Linked DNA regions of Mus musculus: region 1 is linked to region 2. Evidence: chromatin contacts called from public promoter capture Hi-C data. All regions are on one chromosome and are shown on one strand. The core of a region is the stretch at or near the end of the contact, and the rest is flanking DNA. Distances in the headings are between cores, read along the strand shown. Region 1 holds the start of Syndig1l (synapse differentiation inducing 1 like). Region 2 holds the start of Vsx2 (visual system homeobox 2).

Region 1 (3,677 bases), core at 42-2,541, 130 kb after region 2:
AAGCTTGGACAACTAATGCCAGGAATTAGAAGCTGCCAACCAGAGCCTTTTGACCTCCAAGGGTGCGGAATTGAGCTGGGTGGGAGGGTGCCGAGGAGCCAGTCTGAAGACCGTGGTCAACCACAGCAGTGAACTAGTCTACCTCTACGCAGTTTTATTTCCATGGGTCTGTTCTGCCACTCACAGAACTCTGGGCTGAAGAACTGGAAGCACTTTGCAGGCCTGAATGAGCTCATGCTACATACTCTTGCCAGAGAGAGAGAGAGAGAGAGAGAGAGAGAGAGAGAGAGAGAGAGAGAGAGAGAGAGAACCAAATGGAAGCTCTGTCGGGGTCATCAGCACTCAGGCATATAATAGAAAACCAGATCCGGGTCCACTACGTTGTCTTCCCAAACCAAGCAGTGTGATGCAAGCCCAGCCCCTTTTCAAGAGGAAGAGAGTCACGGAAAAAGCTGAGGAACCTGTCACCTTTTCCTTTCCCCCAAAGAAATGTATTAACCAGTCCTGAGGAGATAGACAACCCCTGCCCCCATTTCCCTGTCCCAAGGGCTATTCCAGGGCAAAGAAACCCAAGAGCAAAGAGATCACAGCTTCTCCAGTCACTCTAGTGACCAGGCTTGGATGGGAAGGAATAGCTGAGTGAAATCCACTCAGATTTGACCAATGTCATGGAATCTTAGTGGAGACTGATACTAGGGAGTCTGGGAGACTCACATCAATGTTCCTGTAATCAGTAGGCAAGGTGTCTCAGAGCTGTCTCAGGTCAGGGCCAAGACCTGGAGGTACAGGGTCAAGGTGCCCAGGTACCTATCACAGTCTGGATGCCTCAAGTCTCTCCTAGAGTCACCCAACAAGGAGGTGAAGAGTGGGGCTGGACCTGGCCAGAGCTCTGAAGGAGTGCGAGGACCTGTAGGGGTTGGAGCTTCAGCACTGCTAGGCTCCCCCAGCATTCCCCAGCTCTCTCGGTGCCTAGCTCTGCGCTCCCGCTGCGCCCCCAGACGGCTCCTTACCTGTCGCTCTGCGGACCGTCCCGCCTCCTCGCGGGGCTCGGGGACCGGGCATGGGCCGGCGAGCAACGGCGTCCCCGCCTCGCGGCCGCGGTGAAGCTTCCAGGAGAGCTCCCTGCTCCCGGCCCGCGTCCCTGCCGCTGTCGCCGCCGCTGCTTCAGAACCGTGGACAGCTCCCGCTCGCCCGCCGCCGCCCCGCGCGCCCTACACGGTCCCGGGAGCCCCGCATCCCGGCTCCGCCGCGCTCAGCTCTCAGCCCGGCCCGAGGCGGCTCCGCGCCGACTTGGGGGAGCGGCGAGGAGGGTCCCCGCCTCCCGCCGCCACCGCCTGCCTCTCGCCTCCGTGCTCCCTTCCACGCTCCAGAACCAGCCCACCAGGCACTCCGGACCCAGCTCCCGGGAGGGGAGGGGCGGGGCGGGGCGGGGCGGGAAGTCGGGGAGCCCGGAGGAGGCGGCGGCGGCGCGAGGGGCGCGCAGCTGGAACCGGCTTTTCTGCTTCCTGGAGCCAAACCCTCTTCTCCAGCTTTTCTCCCCTGCCTCCTCTCGCGCACCCCAGAAGCGATGCGCGCGCGACCCTTGAGCTTCTTAGAGTATTTTTGAGCTCTGAGGCTCCCAAGCTCTGAGTTCAAATTATTGATCAGCCCTACAAAGAGAAACAAACAAACAAAAATATTTATTGAATGCCTACTAAATAAACCACGCCAGGTTATTTATTTATTTAGCCAGAGTGATCTCATTTAATTATCTTAACAATCTACTAGGTACCCTCTGTCTCCCAAACATGGATGAGTTGTGCTGAGGTCAACACAGCTTAAATATCGGGATTTGGAGACTTCAGTTCTGTTGGGAAGTATATAGGTTCTATAGCCCATGAGTTTTGGTGATAGTTTGTTCCAAACACTGTGTGACCCAGAGGAAGTTACAAAACCTGTCAAATTCTCCAGACGGAATCCATCAATGAGGGGGTCATATAAGGACATATATGTGACACATTGGCATCCAATAGGCTCAGTGGGTGAGCCATCTCTGTCATTCTCCCATGAGGAGGCCTGAAATCTAATCTGACTGTAGGGTTCTGGCGGCTCTGTGTTCCCAACTATGCGGCTCTTTTTTTTCTTCTTCTTGAGCTCCCATAGATTTTTATTTTTTTAGATTTATTCATTATGGGTGGTTATGAGCCACCATGTTATTGCTGGGATTTGAACTCAGGATCTTCAGAAGAACAGTCAGTGCTCTTACCTGCTGAGCCATCTTGCTAGCCCTTTAATTTAATTTAATTTAATTTAACTTAATTTAATTTAAATTTTTGTCATTTGTTTTGTTTTGTTTTGTTTTTTGTCTTTTTAAGCATGGTGAGAGATTAGCCCTACCGCGAGTGTTGTGAATGGATGGATACCAGCATTGTTCATGCCTTCCCCTCTACCCATGACAAGGTCTTGAGATTCATCATGGTACCCAGAGGACAGGAAAAAAGGCATATTCTCATTAAAGGAAGGTAAATAGCGATGGGCAAAGGGAACTCCAGAGCACGCTGAAGCTGAGGCAGCTGTAGAATCCTGGGAACAAAACTCTGCAGTGACCCCTCCCTTCTCCCATGTCGGGATGCCAACCTACACTGAATGGGAGGGAGCTCTTGTGGGCGCAGAACATCTAAAGCAGTTCCCTTTAGCTCCCAGCCTGCAGAGGAAGGGCCACGGTCTGGTCTCTTTGGGTTTCTCCTTCAAACCCGGCAGAGAGCTTCCTTGGCCTAGGGTTGGTCACGGGTCTTTTCCTGGCTCTGTCCACTAGAGTTATACTAGGAAGGCTCCTGCCCCACATGCATGTAAGTAAACCCCTTCCTAAAAGCATCATCTCTTGTGTTACTTAGCTCACTTTTAGTCTCCCTGCCATAGGCACATAAGGCCCTTGCTTGTCTTTGGCCTCCCCCTGCTTGCCCCTTCCCCACCCTGGTTTTTGTCAATGCCTGGGCTGCTTACTAAATTACTAATTAAAAGGATAATCATAATAATATTAATAAAATAATAATAATAAGCCAGTGAAGCAAAAGCTGAATAGGAATTTCAAATACTAATGTTGATAATTAAGTGCTGCTGTCTGGAGGGAAGGCTCCAAGAGAGACCTATAGTTGGTGGTGTGTCACCGAGCCATGGCCTGGGTGCCAGGGAACCTTAGGTGCTGGTCTTCCTTTGTCACTGACTGTGCAACTTCTGGCAGTTGCCTAATCTTCCTGGGCCTTTGCTCCTTTAGGATTGTAAACCCTTCTGTAGCTTTGAAGTAGGAAAATAAGCATTGTGTAATGGGGAATGGGGAACAGTGGCTAATGCAGCAATAAGAACTTCCAGGGAAATTACCTTTTACTGCCTGCAAGGGATAGGTGGGACTGAGTCTGTACCTCTCTCTGTATGTCTCCAGTGGGTTTTTTCTATATCCCTCTGTCCTTTCTCCATCATGCAGTGTGAGGAAATTTAGCACCGGGAATGTAAAGAAAAGCCCAAGTCTAGATCTTTGAAGGATTTACACTGGAGGGTTTTTAGAAAGTTAGACATGTTGGCCAGTAATTCGACACATGGAGAGAAGTTTATGAAAAGTCCTCTCTGCCTCAGGAAGTCCTTGGAGGTTTCCTGGAGGAAGTGACATTTGAGTTGAGTTTTATCAAAGAATGAGACATCTC
Region 2 (3,508 bases), core at 478-2,977:
CTTGCTTTGAAGGTTTGCAGCTGACAAGCCAAGATGCTCCAAATGAAATCTCCCGGCAGTCTCATTTCCCATTCTGCTCAAAGTGACTAGCCCTGTCCTCACCTTCTTCCTGAAGGGCAAAGAACCATCCATTAAAACTCATCTTTTCTGGTGATGGTGGCGCAGGCCTTTAATCCCAGCACTAAGGAGGCAGAGGTAGGTGGATCTCTGTGAGTTCAAGTCCAGACTGGCCTATAGACTGAGTTTCAGACAGCCAAAGCTACACAGAGACACCCTGCCTCAAAAACAACAAAAACAAAAACCCTAAACCAACCAACCAACAACAAAAACAAAAAACAAAACAAAAGCAATCCCCCTGCCTCATCATATGTTCTATATAGTGGATAGAGAAGCCCCCCAATTAATAAAGTGATCTCCAGTTCTGGGAGGGCAACAAGGAGCTAAACTGAAGGTCTAGAATGTGTATGGGACACATGTTCTCCTTGGCTCCTGACACTTAGACCACACTCCAGTCTGAGATATGAAGCAAGGATATTTGAAACACCAGTCCCCACGCCTCCAACTCCAGGTGACTCTCCCAGCCCGCCTGAGCAGGATGCTTCTCACCACACTTCAGCTGTCCCCACTGAGTGCCCTTCTGAAGCCTCTGGAGAAGCAGGCAGTCAAGGGCCCCCAGCAGCTGGGAAAAGCGGCTCCTTTTTAGTTACTCCCCGCTCCCTTCTTCTGCATGGGGCGATCACAGCTTCACACCCTGCCTCTCTGGTTTACTGCAGAACCTCAGGCTTTTGGCTCGAAGCTGCGAGGTACTTGATCCTTACTGACTGTTGGACAGAATAAATACAATCTTCGAGGGAAGCACTCCACGCTCATTCTCTGAGGACGTTTAGAAAGACAGCTGGATAGTCAAGTCGGCCCCCAAATGAAATCCCAGCCCTCGGGAGGACAGTACAGGAGAATGTTGAGTTTGAGAACAACCCAGACCATATAGAGGTCCTGTCTTAAACCACAAGGAAAAAAGAGGTGGCGTGGTGGGGGCGGGGTGGTGGTGGTGGAGTAAGGAGGACTGGATAAGGATAGGAGGGGAGGAAGGCCCCATATTTGTTGTCAACGAAAACCCTCTCTGTTTCTCTTTCCCACGAGGGCTCGATCCTAACCCTGATCCCTTTAACGTGGGCCAGTATTTATTGAACAGCTCTTCTGAAATGAACATAATGTCCCGTGCTGGGGAGATAACTCTACCCACACATCTCCCTCTGCACAGCTAAGCACCTTTCTGTATTCTCATGCCCAGCGCTCGGTCCAGGGCCCTCCAGCCTTCCTTGTCCCGTGTCTGAGTCTATTTGAGGCTGCTTAGTTAAGGGAGGGGGAGAGGTCTCCTAGCCTTTGCGTTCAGACCATCCCCACACCCCCAACCCTACCCCAGGGATCTGTCGCAGCTAACCTAGGCACTGGTCCCAGCCAGGTTATACAGCTCAAAACCGCTATCCACGGTATCTCCTGGAATAACCCCAAACCTGGCTGTTTCACCTCTGTCCCTGCAAGGGCACCCTGCAGAGCCCACCACACTTGGGCCTGCTGCGCCCTGGCCCCTCGATACCGGTGGCGGCGGGAGCTGCCAGCTTTTTGGAATTCCTAATCGCTCCTGGCCCTGGTGATTGGCTGTTCAGCTCTGACCCCACTTGGGCTGCCGCCTGGTTGGATAAAAAGGGAATCTCCTTGGGGCTCCAGAGCATTAGACACCGGAGGGGGCACCTGGGACCAACTTCACGAAGCGGGGAGCCCGGCGGGGGGGCTTGGGGGAGCAAAAGACCCGCGGCCTCAGCCCCTCCAAAGAACCGGGAGATGACGGGGAAAGCGGGGGAAGCGCTGAGCAAGCCCAAATCCGAGACAGTGGCCAAGAGTACCTCGGGGGGCGCCCCGGCCAGGTGCACAGGGTTCGGCATCCAGGAGATCCTAGGCTTGAACAAGGAGCCTCCCAGCTCCCACCCGCGGGCTGCCCTCGACGGCCTGGCCCCTGGGCATTTGTTAGCTGCGCGCTCCGTTCTCAGCCCGGCAGGAGTGGGCAGCATGGGGCTGCTGGGGCCCGGGGGACTTCCCGGCTTCTACACACAGCCCACCTTCTTGGAAGTGCTGTCCGATCCGCAGAGCGTCCACTTGCAGCCACTAGGCAGAGCGTCGGGGCCGCTGGACACCAGCCAGACGGCCAGCTCCGGTAGGTGAGGGGCGAGGCTGCTCGCCTGCTACACTGCTTGGGAAAGTCACAGTCGGGAGCTGTAGGATCTCGCCTGAGAGCCCCCGACCTCCCCCGGGAGGAAAAGTTCCTGCAGGACAAGGGGTCTCATGCTAGGCCTAAAGTCAACGGGTCCCCGACTAGCGACCCAAACTCCAAGGGTTTTCAGATTCATCTTGTCCGACCCCTGCTCAGTTCTTGGGACCTAGTGTCAGTCCATGCTCTATCGAATATCTGGGTTGGGGCCCCAGTGGATGTTGGCTCCGGGTAGCTGAATCCTTGGCGCATCCTTTTCCTTGGGCCCTAGCTTCACTGCTCCACCGAGGTTCGGGCCTTGGGCAGGACCTGCGCTTCTGAAGCCCGATGCTGTTCCTACTTGTCCCTGTGTCCAAAGTTGCCCCCCTCCCGGTTCCTCCCAGTTTCTGTATTGCTGTACCAAACCCCTACCTATATTGCTTAGCTAAGGTTCGATTTCCTCCCGCTACGAACTGGGAAAATCAAGCCACCATGGTACCCAGAGGGCAGCCATCAGATCTAACCTAAGCGGCACCGGTGTACCGGATCCCGATTTTTATCTGGCTCGAGGACCCTGGATGAGCCTCCTTTCGCCCCGTCAGGGCCACTTCCCTGGCGGTGTGCTCTAGCTCGCCGGTTCTCAGTATTTCCCCAGATTTTTCCTGCCATGATAATGTATTAAATGAAGCAGGACAATGAAAAGTGGTTCATCGCAGGCTCTCTGAACTCGAACAGAAAAACATTTTTGTGGGTGCCCCAAAAGAGACAGCGAACCCGCAGTCTCCAGTCCTTTCCGGAACCCCAGCTCCCGTGCAACAGCCCTGTAATCCTTGGGTCAACTTTTGGATCTGGGAGTTGGAGCTGTTGGCGGAGGGGAAGATCTCGAAGCTTGGAGCACCGCCGGGGGTACCAGCAACGCCGTGCCTGCCTCATTCTCACACGTCCCTGCGTGCAGGCGCACCCCGGCCTTGGCCTCTCTTGCAACGAAATTTATCCAAAATCTGTGGTTTCAAGAGCCGACCTGGAGAAGGTCAGCCTGGGCGTAGGGATGGGGATGGTGACCGGGACCCAGGAGGGCTTCAGTGGAGACCACAGGCCCGCGCGGCTCACAGAGGCTGCAGAAGGTGGGGTCCTCATCGGGTTTTTTTTTTTTTTTTCTTCTTCTTCTTCTTCCCCCGGCGCTGCGGAGCGCACTCCCCATTCCGCTCCCTGCTCGCTTTTCAGATTCCGAAGATGTTTCCTCCAGTGACCGAAAAATGTCCA

What was found. Promoter capture Hi-C pulls out the DNA fragments that hold promoters and counts their contacts.
Region 1: a contact with region 2 is called in a promoter capture Hi-C map of stem cell-derived epiblast-like cells, with 2.3 times the contacts expected there. The contact joins the promoter of Syndig1l here to the promoter of Vsx2 in region 2. A contact is called at or near these places in 2 of 39 promoter capture datasets (macrophages and stem cell-derived epiblast-like cells) and 1 of 484 Hi-C or Micro-C datasets (cerebral cortex).

What each region holds. Positions count from the first base shown.
Region 1 is chr12:84,697,516-84,701,192 of GRCm38.p6, forward strand. It overlaps Syndig1l (synapse differentiation inducing 1 like), which reads right to left and starts at 1,292. Exons shown (of 4, transcript NM_001033334.2): 1 at 1,011-1,292.
Region 2 is chr12:84,568,101-84,571,608 of GRCm38.p6, forward strand. Vsx2 (visual system homeobox 2) reads left to right here and starts at 1,728. Exons shown (of 5, transcript NM_007701.3): 1 at 1,728-2,212; 2 at 3,470-3,508. The coding sequence starts at 1,843.